Regions from separate parts of the Gossypium hirsutum genome. Here region 1 is linked to region 2. A link is a contact called in public Hi-C data. All regions are on one chromosome and are shown on one strand. The core of a region is the stretch at or near the end of the contact, and the rest is flanking DNA. Distances in the headings are between cores, read along the strand shown. Region 1 holds the start of LOC107917007 (glyceraldehyde-3-phosphate dehydrogenase B, chloroplastic). Region 2 holds the start of LOC107917869 (RNA-binding protein 24-B).

Region 1 (7,221 bases), core at 4,139-6,638, 450 kb before region 2:
TTTATTATTTATTTAATTATTGTTGATTCAGTGGTCGAATTGATCGAACTAATTGAATAAAAAATGGGTGGTTTGATTTGTTCAACCACCAATCTAATTATTAAAAGGGTAAACTATAAAAGTAGTCACTTTTGTTTATCTCATGTTACATTTTAGTCACTTATGTTTAAAATGTTACGTTTTAGTCACTTATGTTATTATTTTGTTACGAAGTGATCACTCTTCCGTCAAGTTCTGTTATTTCCCTAACGGTAATCCTACGTGGTAGTCCAACTAGATATTACTGAACTGCTAATACATACTTCATCCGGATTAAGTATGCATTATTAAAATTAAATTAAAATATTAAATAAGAAATAAAATTATAAAACAATATGTTATTTGGAAAATAACTATTATTGTAATGAGATACGTGTTTTATTAGGTATAAATATTTAAAATTTTGTTTTTGTAATGTGATACATGCGTAAATATATATATAATCATATTAGTGAATCTGCTAATACAACATCCAGACGAAGTACGTATTAGCAGATTCAATAATATCTAGTTGGACTACCACGTAGGATTACCGTTAGGAAGATAACAGAACTTAACGGAAGAGTGACCACTTCGTAACAAAATAATAACATAAGTGACTAAAACGTAACATTTCAAACATAAGTGACTAAAATATAACATGAGGCAAACAAAAGTGACTATTTTTATAGTTTACCCTTATTAAAATAGTAAATATGACACATTGAGATTATACACCACATCATCACCTAAAATTTTTATATAAATTTTTTAAGTAATGATGTGGCACAATCTTAAAATGTCACATCGTTAAATTTTTATATTTTTTAAATTTAAATTTAATTGTCAAATTTAAGTGTTAAATGAAAAAAAAATACATATATCAAAATGAACCTAATTACAAAATTAAGAGAAAAATATTATATTATCCCGTATATTTATTAATGGATGTGGGATTTATATTTGTGGATCTTCCTAAGAAAAATATTCTTCAAGACCCTGGAGGGAGAGGAGTTTAGAACACGTTTACCTAAGGAATTTTACTCCTTTCTCGTAACTAAGTACTAGTACAATATTTATTTATTTAAGGATCCTATTAGTTCTAAAACATAATGATTTTTTCCCCTTCAACTTACCAAAGAAGTATTTTAATTCTTCATTAAATTCTTCGTCTTTTTTTCTTAATTTATATTTTTTTTTCTCATCACTCATAAATGTATGAAAAATTTAATATTTATTAATTTTGTTGACATAGATAATATGTCAATATTTAATTAATTTTTAATTTTTAAAAAATATTAATTTTTTTACAAGTGGTATACTTTTTAAATAATTTGAATAATTTTTAATTTTTTAAAATATTTTTTATAATTTTTATTGAAATTTTAAAATTTTAAAAAATTAATTAAATATTGATGTCCACGTGACAATCTACGTATATGTCACATCAACAAAATTAAAAAAATATTACTTTTTCTATTTATTTTAGAGTGATTTGACAAAAGAACATAAATTTAAAAATTAAATGGAGATTAAAATGATTTTTATGTAAAACTGAACAAGGGCGAAACCAAGGGGCTGGCAGGGACCCCGGCCGCCCTAAAATAGAAGATTTTTCATTAGGCCTCTTGAAATTTTTAAAATTTTAAATTAGTAAAGGTAAAATTGTACTTTAGCCCTCTAAAAATGACAAATTTGATTTAATTGTTTATAAATTATAAAGATAGAGACTATTAAAATGGTGAAATTACTTTTTTACTATAGTAAAAATTATAATTTAATTTCGGCTCCCTAAACAAAATTTCTGACTTTGCCCCCTGAAGTTAAAGTTTTATCGCACTAAAAAAAATCATACAAACTAAAAGAAGTAATTAATATGTAAATTTAATTGATGACATATATAGTAATTAAGCACCCAAATGAGATTGGTTTGGTGGGATTTATTTAGTATAATGGTAGATTTGTGATGAAGGATTCAAACATCTAATAAACCTTGTTAACATATAATAAATTTCACTGTCCATTTTGTTTTGTATTTCTTGTTAACATGCGCCTTTTATAATTAAGTTTGAACATTCTTTTGTTTCTTAGAAGGTATTGAATACAGCATTGCTCTTCAGCTTCATATTTCCATTGCTAGAGATGACCCCATCAAACATCTGCTTCAATTTTCTTTTATTTTAAAATTAATATACATACAGTGGCCAGTGAATTGGACAATCACACATCATAAATAAATTTTAAAATTAAACTCACTAAACTTAATTAACCGTCCATAAAATTATATAATACCTTTACATTAAATATTAACCCTGAAAATAAATTTTAAAAAAGGAAAGTCAAGTTTTTGTTATTATCTGTGTATTATGCGTAAGTTGTAAATTTTTTAAAATTTAAAATTTCAGTCGTGATTCAAGATGGTACCCATTAATTTTATTAAATTAAATTATACCATTTTCATAATCTTATGCGGCAAACATATTATTACATTAGTAATACTATGCTAGTTTGCTATTTTCACATGGTACTTACATAAAAAAAAATTGTCTCATTTTAATTGATGGATTTAAATTATACCATTTGAGCTAGGATTGTAATTTCAAATTTTAAAAAGTATAAAGACTAAGAATAATCAAATCAGAGAATAGAAACTAAATCCAAAACCTACACATAGTATCAGACAAATAACAAAATTGGTCAAACAGATTTAACTGGTTTCAGTTGAGTTATAATTGAAATTTTAAAATTCAAAAGGTAAAAGAACTAAAATTGACGAAATTAGAGTAAAAAGATTAAATCGAAACTTATGGAAAAAAAAACAATTCAATACAAAATTTCTTATTCTAGGTCCAATCCAATAAGAAGAAGGAAACAGTCCAATCTAAAAAGTTAAGAGATTGGGCCGAAAGTAGAGCAACAGATCCACGGTGAAGTTTGGTCGTCAAGCTCAAAGCTGAAGGACAAAAGGCAGCATAGGTATCATCGAACTAACTCGTCCGCTCACTCACTCACTCACTCACAACTCAGGAGTAGCAACCGGGTCGGATTATTTATTTTGTTTCCCTCGTTGTTCAACTGTCTCGTTTCATTTCTTAAAAAATGACTACCCTTTCAAATTCTTTGGTTTTATCGGCAAATCCTCCCCTTCAACTATTTTCTGGTAACAATCCCTTCACATTTCGTTTTTCTTCACTGTTAATTGTTTTATTTATAATTTTATTGTTGTTCATTGTAATTGATTCGATCTTTTTAGCTTCTTTTATTTTTAATGGAGTACGATTTAACGTCTAACGCATCATGATTGCAAAAAAAGAAGAAAGTTTCTTTGCAAAATATAAATCCATGCTCGCTGTTTCCATGGACTTGGATTCATATCTCAGTGTTGAAGTTGTTGATGGGTCTTAGAACATTGGCACTTTGAGGCTATTGATAACTAATCTCCTATTTGCAGATTCAAGCCTATAATTTATTATATTTCCTAGCATATTTGTCTTCTGTTTTTTTGGCATGCTATTAAACTTAAGGTAATATTGACTGCAAGTGCTGTCAGCTAGAAACGAAAGAAAAATGCCAATAGGATTTGTTGAAAGTACTTTGGCTGTGGAATTAATTGTTAGGCTTTATTTTTCGTTATTTCTCATTTTAGTTCAGCATTTTACATCTTTTGATGCAAGAATCTGGGTTTAACATCAATTCAAATTTTCAATTTTAGAATTTGTTAAATTATAGCATCATCAACATGTTATTTTCCATCCTCTGAGATCATAAGATTGTTTTACCTTTGAGATCATAGTATCACTAACTCTAATTTTTGTTCCATCAAAGCTATGTTTTGTGCATTTACAAGTGTACCATCCATTTGGTTTTGAAAGCTTTGAAAGGCTGTTCCTTACCTTCCTTACCTTCCCTGCGCAATTTTTTTTGCTAGGCTCTCATGGGAGTGCCAGCTCCACCAACTTGGTATTCAATTCTAGTCATTTGAGGAAACTGCATATTTCTACCTCTAGAAGGCCTCTCACCGTTCAAGCTTCGTACAGGTATCATCTTCCAGACAATTTGAGCCAAATAATGAATGATTACCTGTTAATATTCCTATAACTGGGAGATAATTAAAGAAGTACTAGCAACCATATGCTTAGGTTTGTGTGTGTGTGCTTGTGTACACGCATATTCTGTTCTCTCTTTTGTGTTTTTTGATATGTTCTGTTGGGAACATTAGCATGTATTATTACCCAAGTTGTCGGCTTCATATGTTCTTACAGTGATGGCGAAAGGTCAAGCAGTGCTAATGCCTTTGTTGGAGGTTTTGTTTTGGGAGGGCTCGTGGTTGGTGCACTTGGTTGTGTATTTGCCCCTCAGGTGATATTACCATTGCAAATTGCTGTAGAAATTATACTAAACTATCTCTTTGCTCTCCTTTATGTATATTTGTTATTTTGACCAATTAAAATGCCCCCATATAATTTTCAATGGATTACACTCTACAGCTATAGTTTCATAATTGTCTAACTCACCCCTCCCCCCTTCTTTTTGATGTCTAAAACATACAGCCGAAACTCTGGAAATTATTTATGTTTGACTATTATTTTTCCTATGTCAACTTACTATTCATGACTTATATGATGGTGATTGTCGACTACTTAGATTCTTATGCTGTTTGCCTTCTATAGATCAGCAAGGCACTAGCTGTAGCTGATAGTAAGGACCTTATGAAGAGACTGCCTAAATTCATATATGATGAAGAAAAAGCTTTGGAGGTGAGCACTTACACTGTTCAGAATTATTGTCCCCTAAATATTGGAATGGCCTGAGTAGTGTGTGCTTTGAAGTTGATGGACCAGCATTTATGTGTTGTCAAAAGTTTATGGGTTTAAAAGCTGAATAATGAGTGACCTTTATTGTGTAGAAAACTCGGAAGGTACTGACCGAGAAGATTGCTCAGCTAAACGCTGCCATTGATGATGTTTCTGGTCAGCTTCGATCTGAAGATGCCCCGAACGGAGTTGCTGTAAACTCTGATGAAATTGAAGCTGCCATATGAATTGCCTTACGAACGGTGGTTTAACTAGTCTGTTATTAAGAAATAATAGGGAATTTGTTGTAATTTTCCTGTTTTCTCGACAAAACAGTGTAACTCTGTCATTTTAATATGTGGTGATTGTTGCTAAAAACATGAATACTTTAAAAACTTTTGCCATACATGAAGGTAAGATGCTCAAGGTTTGCGACAAGTTTTACAGAGCAGCATTTGAGGAGTTTCCTACTTTGTAATGTTGATTTAATACTTGGAACAATCTTTACTTAAAATAAATATCCTGCATTTGATGTTTGGAAGAAAATTTTAATCGAATCTTTTTGTTTGGAAATAGAATACCCCTCTCTCTGTCTCCGATGTGGGGTTTCATTATTATTAGCCTCAAAATAAGTTTATCCTAAGAACGTACAATGACATGGATATTTTAATTTCATCTAAATGTTCACCACCATCCAAAATAATCTCCTCGTAGCCATAAAATTATTGCTTGTACGCATCTTGGGCACTGCTCCATTGAGCTTGAGTCCTTTCTCTCTTGACGACTTGCAGATTTTTTTTTTTTTTTGTGGTCATTTAACACAGTGCAAAACTGCTAATGCACTTGAGAGAAATAACAAGGGATGGAGCTGTGGCTCAAATTATGAGCTTCAGTTCTCCCATACAATCTTATCACATATATCTTGCACACCCTCCATATTCACCACACGTTCCGTTAATTCACTTTCAACCATAATTTATATCCAATGATATATTAACCAAAACACCAAATTCAAGTGTATAAATAGTAGTGGGGAGGGGAGTTGATCTTTTAGTTTTTAATTACAGCCATCAGCCATGGCAACAAAAGCTGCTTTAGCTCCTTCAAGAATCCCTGCCAACACCAGGCTTCCATCTAAGACCACTCACTCTTTCCCCACTCAATGCTCTTCCAAGGTCTCCCTCTTTCTTCTGCTTTTGGTTGCTCTTTAATTTGCTTCAGGATTTTATTTTCATTTCGGTTTTGTTGTGCAGAGACTGGAAGTGACTGAATTCTCTGGACTTCGATCCAGCTCATGCGTCACCTTTGCCAAGAATGTTAGAGATACTTCCTTTTTCGACGTGCTGGCTGCCCAACTTACTCCCAAGGTTCCTGCACTCTTCCAAAATAACTTTACTTTTTAAGAGATAAGATTGTCCTGCTAGTCTTACTACTGTTGCATATGATAGTGTTGATGGCTTGAAACTGTTTGAAATTTAGAGTGAAGGTGTACCATCAGCATCTGTTAGGGGAGAAACAGTTGCCAAACTGAAGGTTGCAATCAATGGATTTGGACGCATTGGCAGGAACTTCCTCAGATGCTGGCATGGCAGGAAGGACTCACCCCTCGAGGTTGTTGTTGTAAATGACAGTGGTGGTGTCAAGAATGTAAGTAACTTAAGTTTCATTTGTCATGCTTTATAAGAGCTAACCTATGAGGTTTGGTTTGATTAGTTTCATTCATTAACTGCGGTATACAATATAAACACAGGCTTCACACTTGCTGAAATATGACTCCATGCTGGGAACTTTCAAAGCTGATGTGAAAATAGTTGACAATGAAACCATCAGTGTTGATGGGAAGCCCATCAAGGTCGTCTCTAACAGGGACCCTCTCAAGCTTCCTTGGGCTGAACTTGGTATCGACATTGTAATCGAGGTAGGTCCTTTGCCCTTAAGTGCTCTTAAACAGATCCTGCAATCTATTATTCAGCTTGCTCTAAAGAGTAATAATTATAACTGAATCATTTGACATGCACCTTAAAGGGAACTGGAGTCTTTGTAGATGGCCCTGGAGCTGGAAAGCACATACAAGCTGGTGCCAAGAAAGTTATCATAACTGCTCCAGCTAAAGGTGCTGACATTCCAACCTATGTTGTTGGAGTCAACGAAGGGGATTACGACCACGAAGTCTCAAACATCATCAGGTCAGTTTTGAATGAAGAGTTGCGTGCTAATAGAGCTGTAACGAAAATCATTCCCCTTATTCCTTCTGTTCTAGTGGTTTAGAATTTGATTGCCATTTTGTACTTGCAGCAATGCTTCATGCACCACAAATTGCTTGGCTCCTTTTGTGAAAGTCATTGATGAAGAATTTGGTAAGCATTTCTCATTTTTATGTATCATTTCAAAGCTTGAACATTTTGAGGAT
Region 2 (6,939 bases), core at 1,028-3,527:
ATAAATGATAAATGCTAGAATTTGATGTTCAACCAAGCCAAGCTCAATTGAATCATGATTGGAGCAACCAAAATAGTTAGAAACCCTTGAATCAGAAGCATAACTCACCCATAAGAAGGGTACATCAATCCTTGTTGATAATTGTAAGGAAGTGGAGGCTGATAGCCAATACTTCCAACATAAGCCCCTCGTGGCACACCTCCAATATATGGAGAAGCTGGTCTCAAACGTCCTATTAGAAAGACAACAAGGAATAAATAATTAGCCTGATCACCGAGTTTAACAGAAATGGGCACATTCAGAACTAACTGAAAAAAAAATTGAAAAATTAGTTCAACTATAAGTATAATAGCATCAGCTTGAAAGAGTTGAATGGAAACAAAATGAAACCACCCTACAAATTTCTACTAGAAGCAGAGATTTGGGCAATATAAAGTTATAAACAAGAAGAGACACTTTTGGCAAAGAAAGACAGTTTTAAATGAAAGGACATTTTCAACATCTGTGGTAAGAACGCAAACAGAAACCAAATTCAAAACCTATGTTACTCGGACTCAGGTGTGAGTGTCCGATACAGATGTGTAGTGGACCTGGGTTTATGGATAGATTTTTTCTATGCTTTTTCATTTATTTAGAGGATGAGAATCTTGGAGGCCATATGCCTGTAACCATGTGTCAGACACAAATACCTCAAATCGAAGAAAAGGGAATAGCATTTTTTTTCGAGTGAGCTGGAATAGCAGCAAATATTGTTACAGAAAATGTCACATGTTGAAAACGATAATGGTGTTAATCAGACTAACCGGACAGATTAGAGATGATACCGTAAGGAACAGGAGGTCGAGGACGGCCTAGAGAAGCCAAATTACAATTAGCACGCCTGCCATCAATAATTGGGGTCGGATCAGCACAGGCTCTCCTAGCAGACTCTGGATCCCGGAAAGTTACCTACACCCTCCATGCAAACCCAACAAGAAACCAAGTCACTCTAAAGTCAATAAAACCCCTTTAACTTACTACACATTGCTTCAGCATCAAAGCCTTGCTGCCACCCTTGATTTAGTACCAGTTTTATTTACATAATAACATGGACAGCCAAATGCAAAGTAGCATCTTATCATCATCAAACAGCAGCAAAGACAAAGAAATCTTTAAAAATTTAAAAAAAAAAACATTAACACTCACAAAACCATATCCTTTTGAACGGCCGGTGTTCTTATCAGTGATGACAACGGCTTCCACGATTTCACCAAACTGCTCGAAATATCGGCGCATGGTTTCGCTTTGAGTTTCCCAAGCGAGTCCCCCAACAAAGACCTTGGTGTATGTGGTATCTCCAAAAGGGGAATTCATGTATTGGAAGCCAGAACTCGAACTCGACCCCGAGCTCGGACCCGGAATTTGCTGAAACGCCATGACCACAGATGACCCAATTCAAATCCAGGGATACTAAGGAAAGGATCCAAGATTGATTGAAGGTGATCGACAAATCAAGTAAGAATGAGGTTAACCCCAGAATAGAGAGACTAAAGATACAATTTTTTCCCTTAAAAGAATGATAAAACCCTAGAAAAACCCTAGAATTGGAAGGAAAGATAAATTCGCAGAACCGTATGGGATTTAATGGAATAAAGGAGAAAAGGCAGAAAACCCTAGATGGGCCAAGAAGAGGGGTGAAGTGGAAAGTGGTGGGATTGGATGAAACATGCACTTTGGGGCTATATACACAGAGACAGTGAGGAACACAGAAAAGCAAAGCAAAGCAAAGAAAAGTGAAGGCTTGACAAAGTGAGGAACGGCTTACTATGTATGACAGGAAGAAAAGAGAAGGAAGGAAAAGAAGAAAACAGGAGGTGGGTGAGGATTGATTGATGGGTAGCAAACAGAGTGAAGAATCAAATTGTAATACCAGAATAAGGAGAAGATCAAAGACCCCTCAAGAAAACTCAGTAAGGTGAAGGGAAATAATAAGAAATTAACTCAGTTCATTGTTGTTGAGAGATGGAGGAGGAAGAAATAGAAGAGTGGTCATCATCATCAAGGAAGAGCAATAAAGGGGAGAAAGAAAGAAAGAAAAAAAAAAGAAGGAAAAGGCGCAAAGGGAAGAGAGGAGAGGCTTAGTGCTGGAGAGTTCTGAAACAAAGCAATGGCAATTAGCAAAGACAGCTTGGTTGGGGTGGGGACTCGGGACCTACTATCCCCTATTTCAATGGCTAATCCAGTTGCCTGTCTCTCTATCTCTCGCCTCTTGTAACTGATCTCGCTCTTCTTTTCACTCTACTAACTCCAAATTAAATCAAATGGGATTAAATTTTAAAGCATAAAAAATTAATATTTATTTTTCAGTCATAAAATTCCAACATTTTTATTAAATAAACATCCATTCTACTCACGATAATTAAACAGACAATTCTTGCAGTACTGCTACTGATTTTGTCTGACTTGAAATTCACTATTCTTCAACCACACTCGCAGTAACAAATGGGAATAAGAAGTCTCCTGGCTTTCCAATTCTCTACTTAGAATCCCATTTTAATTGGTAATTTGTGTAGCTTTTTTGTTTTTTAATAATAATAATTTACCGAGTGTTCATAACATAAATAAGTGGTGAGATGGACAATTTAGTTCCTGAATAGTAGTATACATGTGTTGTAGTGTACATATATATATTATTATTAATAAAGAGTACGGTAGGGGTGGAAATGGATAAAGCTGAAGGAGCTGTCCAAGTAAAGTCAGTAAATTGAAAGGGACCCTCAGAAAAAAGGATGATGCTGCTTGCGACAATTATGCATTATTGTTTTTCTTTCATTGAACCCGGTAGGTATATATTTTTTGCAAATAAAACCTTAATAATATATTGTAAGAAAAAAAAACCCAAACATTGTGACCCAATCATCTCCTCTAAAACCCCGCGAATACAGATTAACTTGAAACAAAAATAGTCAAACAAACCCGCGATTCAAGTGCTTGGATTAGAGATGCTATGAGCACACCAGGAAATAAATAAAAAGGGGGGGGAGAACAGTGCATAAAGATGTTAGAATGATGCAAAAGAAGAAACGAGAAGAAGAAGAAGAGAGGGTAATCGTTTTGTAGGTGAAAGAAACCAAGAATCAACAAAATCATCGGCATGAAAAAAATAGTACTAATAATTTATAAGAATGATGTGTGTGGACACAGAGGCCATAACATCTGTTGGCTGCCTGGCCTAGCATAAACCTAGACTAGGATATCATATCTGTCAGCTTATATTCTTAATTTTCTGACAACATTCTTAAACAGGAAAGTTTTTTTCTTTTTTTTTTTTTGGCTTCTTAATTCTTAATGGGTGTATCTTCCAATGGAGAAAGAGCTACATGCTACTCTAAATTCTGCAGTCATCTCCCAGATACACTCAATTTACTGTCACATACACAATACAACAGTTAGCATGTTGAGACTTTCAATTTTGTATGCTACATACATCATTCATCAGGAGCAGTCAATAGGCGGTCCTGAAGCGGCCAAGTCAAGTGTCATTCACACCGCAGTGCTGCAGCTATATTCGGGTTACACTTACTACATACATGATGATGATGATGATGATGATGATGATGATGATGATACATTTACAAATGCTAGCCACCCACCCAAACTCCCCCATTTCTATCATCACACTGACAGTGACTGATATATACTGTTGAGTTGGGAAAAAAATAATATTATTAACAGAAAATATGGTGAATGTTGTAGGTCCAACCCGAACGTTAAGGCCTTTTACTCCAAATTAACAACGATTAATCAATTTTGATTTGACTCCAGTTAAAGGAAGTGTTGGTACTCAATCTATATAACTAATAATCAAACAAAACGAATAAATGAAGTAAATATTATAAAGTTAACATACTTCCACAAAACAACAGAGCTTATGTTTGATTGGTTGATTTTCAAGCGATAAATATCCAGTTGCTGTTAGTGTCTGATAACAAAATCAGGAAAGCCTCAGTACGGTTGATTCTAATCTAGTTGATTAATATTAAAAGGTAACTTTTGTGCTTCAAATTTAATCATAATATCATTAATTAATTCTTTCAACTAGAATGTTGAGACGGCTTAAAAGGTAGAAAAAAGTCAACGTCAGTATTTCAGCCTTAATGACACTTTTAAAGTAGAAACCCCAAATGATTCCAAACTAAAATATAAGGACTAAATCCCAAATTTGAATCAGTAAAGGGACCAAAATCAGAAATTGACCAAACTAAACCATTGTTTGCACAAGTCTTTAACTTGCATTAATTTACCAAATCTCCGCTCTCCTTTTATCATTTGATTTTGAGGAGATTTTTAACTTCCCTTCACAAAGGGCTTTTCAACTAGTTCAGCGTTGATGAATAAAATCAAGCACAAGGAAAATTACAACTAATCCAACAATACCATAGTTTACTCCTAATTACATTAATCCTACAATGACTGTGGCCAACCAATCTAAACTAAACAACACGATGAGGTTCAAGCTGCTGATCCCTGCTCAAAAGGGACACGAACAAAGAGTCGACCATGCAAGCTCACAACAGCAGTTGTCAGAAGCGGATCAATTCTCGATGGTAAGTTCACTACCTGTACAAACCACACCAAATTAGGGTCAGGATCAGCTCACGAAGTATCTTTCTTTTGCTCCAATTTTATTTTCTGCTTCTTTTCCCTCTTGTTTCCACAACAAAAAACCGCCCTATTAAAGCAGCAGGCTTCTTCCTAAAACATTTTCATCTCGAATACAACAATAAACTTGGAAGAAACTGAACAAAATTAAGAATATCGATGCCCATCAAATATAGGGTTAATTCCTCCTATATTCTCACCTATGTTCTCAAGCATAGTCTAGAGATGCTATTATAAGCTTTTTTATTTCCTCGTCTTAGAAATTAAAAGAAATACCTTCTTAAAGGGCGTGATACCCCAAGGATTGTCAACTTGCTCTGGTTGGCCAGTGATAACCACACGTCCAGCAGGATCTGATTGAACTCGTACCTAGATCCACCAAAAAGCAAGTCCAGTCTTACATCCAGGGGAACTCATAGAGACTAAAGAAGGGAGGGATTATGAAACACCAAACATGTTTTCCAATCACAAACGTGTGAAAATCATAGTAACAAATTTAAAAAGAACTTAAGACTTTCACGTATTTGAAAGCAGAAAAGCAGCTGAAATTTTGTTGAGAAGGAGCCAATGTCCCCCCCCCCCAAGTAACTAACTATTAAATTCTTACTGCGCCCCATAGCTTAGGAAGAAAATAGAAAATCCAAGATATCTTGAGAAACCGCTCAAACAATCTACAAAACTAGGAACTAATAAGACATCTTAGTAGACTGACCCTTTATTGATACTGGTATCAGTAAATTACTAGAAAATACAACACATGAATTTTTTGCGTGCTTATCGATGTGATTAACTGCAAATACAAAAGAGTACAGGTTGCAATGCCCTACTGTCAAGGATCATACCAATTGTTTACTAATTTGCATAAAGTCATTTGAAAAGGATTTTGGGACAACTGCATACCTCCTCACGCAGAAGCCCAGGGACCAGAGCATATACCTCAAAGCAATCCTGCTGTGCATTTTAAGGCCAGTGAAACTACTCAGAACTCAAAACCCCAAAACAAGCTACTCTGCAACTGATTTTAATTGGCACCAGTTTTGAATAGATTTTTATCTGCCTGTGCATCAGGTAGGAAACAAGGGATACTTACAGTTTCACGGACATTGATCTTCACCCAATCAGCAGGGGTTCCAACATCAACAATTTCAGTAATCAGTCTACATCAAGAAAATTTGCATCAATCAGGAAATAGAATAAAACAATACATCAACAATATTTGCATCAATCAGAAAATAGATAAAACAACAATCAGATTATCTGAGCAAGTTTAAGATTTCTTCACTTCTTCCTGAGCCCAACATCCCTCAACTTTCCCTTTTCTAGCGGGATGATGGGATAGGGCTAATGCTGACTATGGCCTGACAGGATATATTAAACATTAAAGCATTAAATAAGTCCACTATGACAGGGTTCTTAAACCTTCTACAGATTAGGGAAAAAAGGACTAGTGCTTAAAGTTACATTGAACATTTACATTTGCAGCATGCCACTGTTGACAAACGCTTTGCACTGGCTCATTTATTTCAAGTAAGGTGTTCCTAGCAGCAACAGGTGCAATAAGAATATGGTTCTTTGAATTGATTCAATTATGCATGCAGTAAATCATTCATATATTTCCTTTTTTGATGGAAGAATCATGCATAAATTAATTGAGAAAAAGCTCGTCTGCATCTTAATTTAAACTTCAGATTACGTAGAATGTAAATGAAGATGGATGAAATAGAACCCTATGCAAAAGTAATGCATAGCTAAGAGATTAGCATATATTAACTGCTTATCATGTGCAGATTTATCAAGCTCTGCGCTTATTGGCATCTTCTGCTTCTGCAAACCTGGAAAAGAAACCAAAAACAATTTGAAAATTCATGGTAATAATGGCAGAAATTTGCAAGAGAGGTATCTACATGTGGCAGCATACCAATACTTTTGAGATGTCTTTCACGTTTTGAAGCAGAACCCATGATTTTCTCCTGTACAGAGGAATTGTTGTTTTCAGAGTCTTGCATAAAAGATATGCTCCAAAAACAGAAATACAATAATATAGAAAATTAGAGATGATAAAAAGGTTTAAATATTCAACAGACCTTCACAATGGGCTCGGTAATCTCACCATATCCAACAGAACGTTGAGCATGCCAACCCTGCATGGCACGAGCGGCAGCATCCCTGCGTGCCCTACCTGACCCCAAGGCTAGGAAACCACTTGACTGCACGGACACTCGGAGATCATTAGAAAAGGAATGCTTTAGCACAAATAGTGAGAGGAAACAAATGATTAGTATAAGCATCCAAAGGCCA

What was found. Hi-C and Micro-C count contacts between places; a contact is called where the count stands out from the background.
Region 1: a Hi-C map of leaf shows a contact between it and region 2, with 2.0 times the contacts expected there. The contact joins the promoter of LOC107917007 here to the promoter of LOC107917869 in region 2. A contact is called at or near these places in 3 of 34 Hi-C or Micro-C datasets (all in leaf).

Annotation. Positions count from the first base shown.
Region 1 is chrA01:19,496,414-19,503,634 of Gossypium_hirsutum_v2.1, reverse strand. It overlaps LOC107917007 (glyceraldehyde-3-phosphate dehydrogenase B, chloroplastic), which reads left to right and starts at 5,388. Exons shown (of 9, transcript XM_016846395.2): 1 at 5,388-5,986; 2 at 6,065-6,178; 3 at 6,291-6,458; 4 at 6,562-6,729; 5 at 6,837-6,997; 6 at 7,107-7,168. The coding sequence starts at 5,888. It overlaps LOC107916683, which reads left to right and starts at 2,818. Exons shown (of 5, transcript XM_016846017.2): 1 at 2,818-3,178; 2 at 3,947-4,055; 3 at 4,281-4,377; 4 at 4,689-4,775; 5 at 4,925-5,249. The coding sequence starts at 3,118. The coding sequence ends at 5,059.
Region 2 is chrA01:19,040,214-19,047,152 of Gossypium_hirsutum_v2.1, reverse strand. It overlaps LOC107917869 (RNA-binding protein 24-B), which reads right to left and starts at 2,277. Exons shown (of 8, transcript XM_016847240.2): 1 at 1,186-2,277; 2 at 804-948; 3 at 109-232. The coding sequence starts at 1,416. LOC107917912 (AT-rich interactive domain-containing protein 5) reads right to left here. Exons shown (of 14, transcript XM_041114599.1): 8 at 6,726-6,848; 9 at 6,560-6,611; 10 at 6,413-6,473; 11 at 5,732-5,798; 12 at 5,542-5,589; 13 at 4,918-5,010; 14 at 4,252-4,599. The coding sequence ends at 4,492.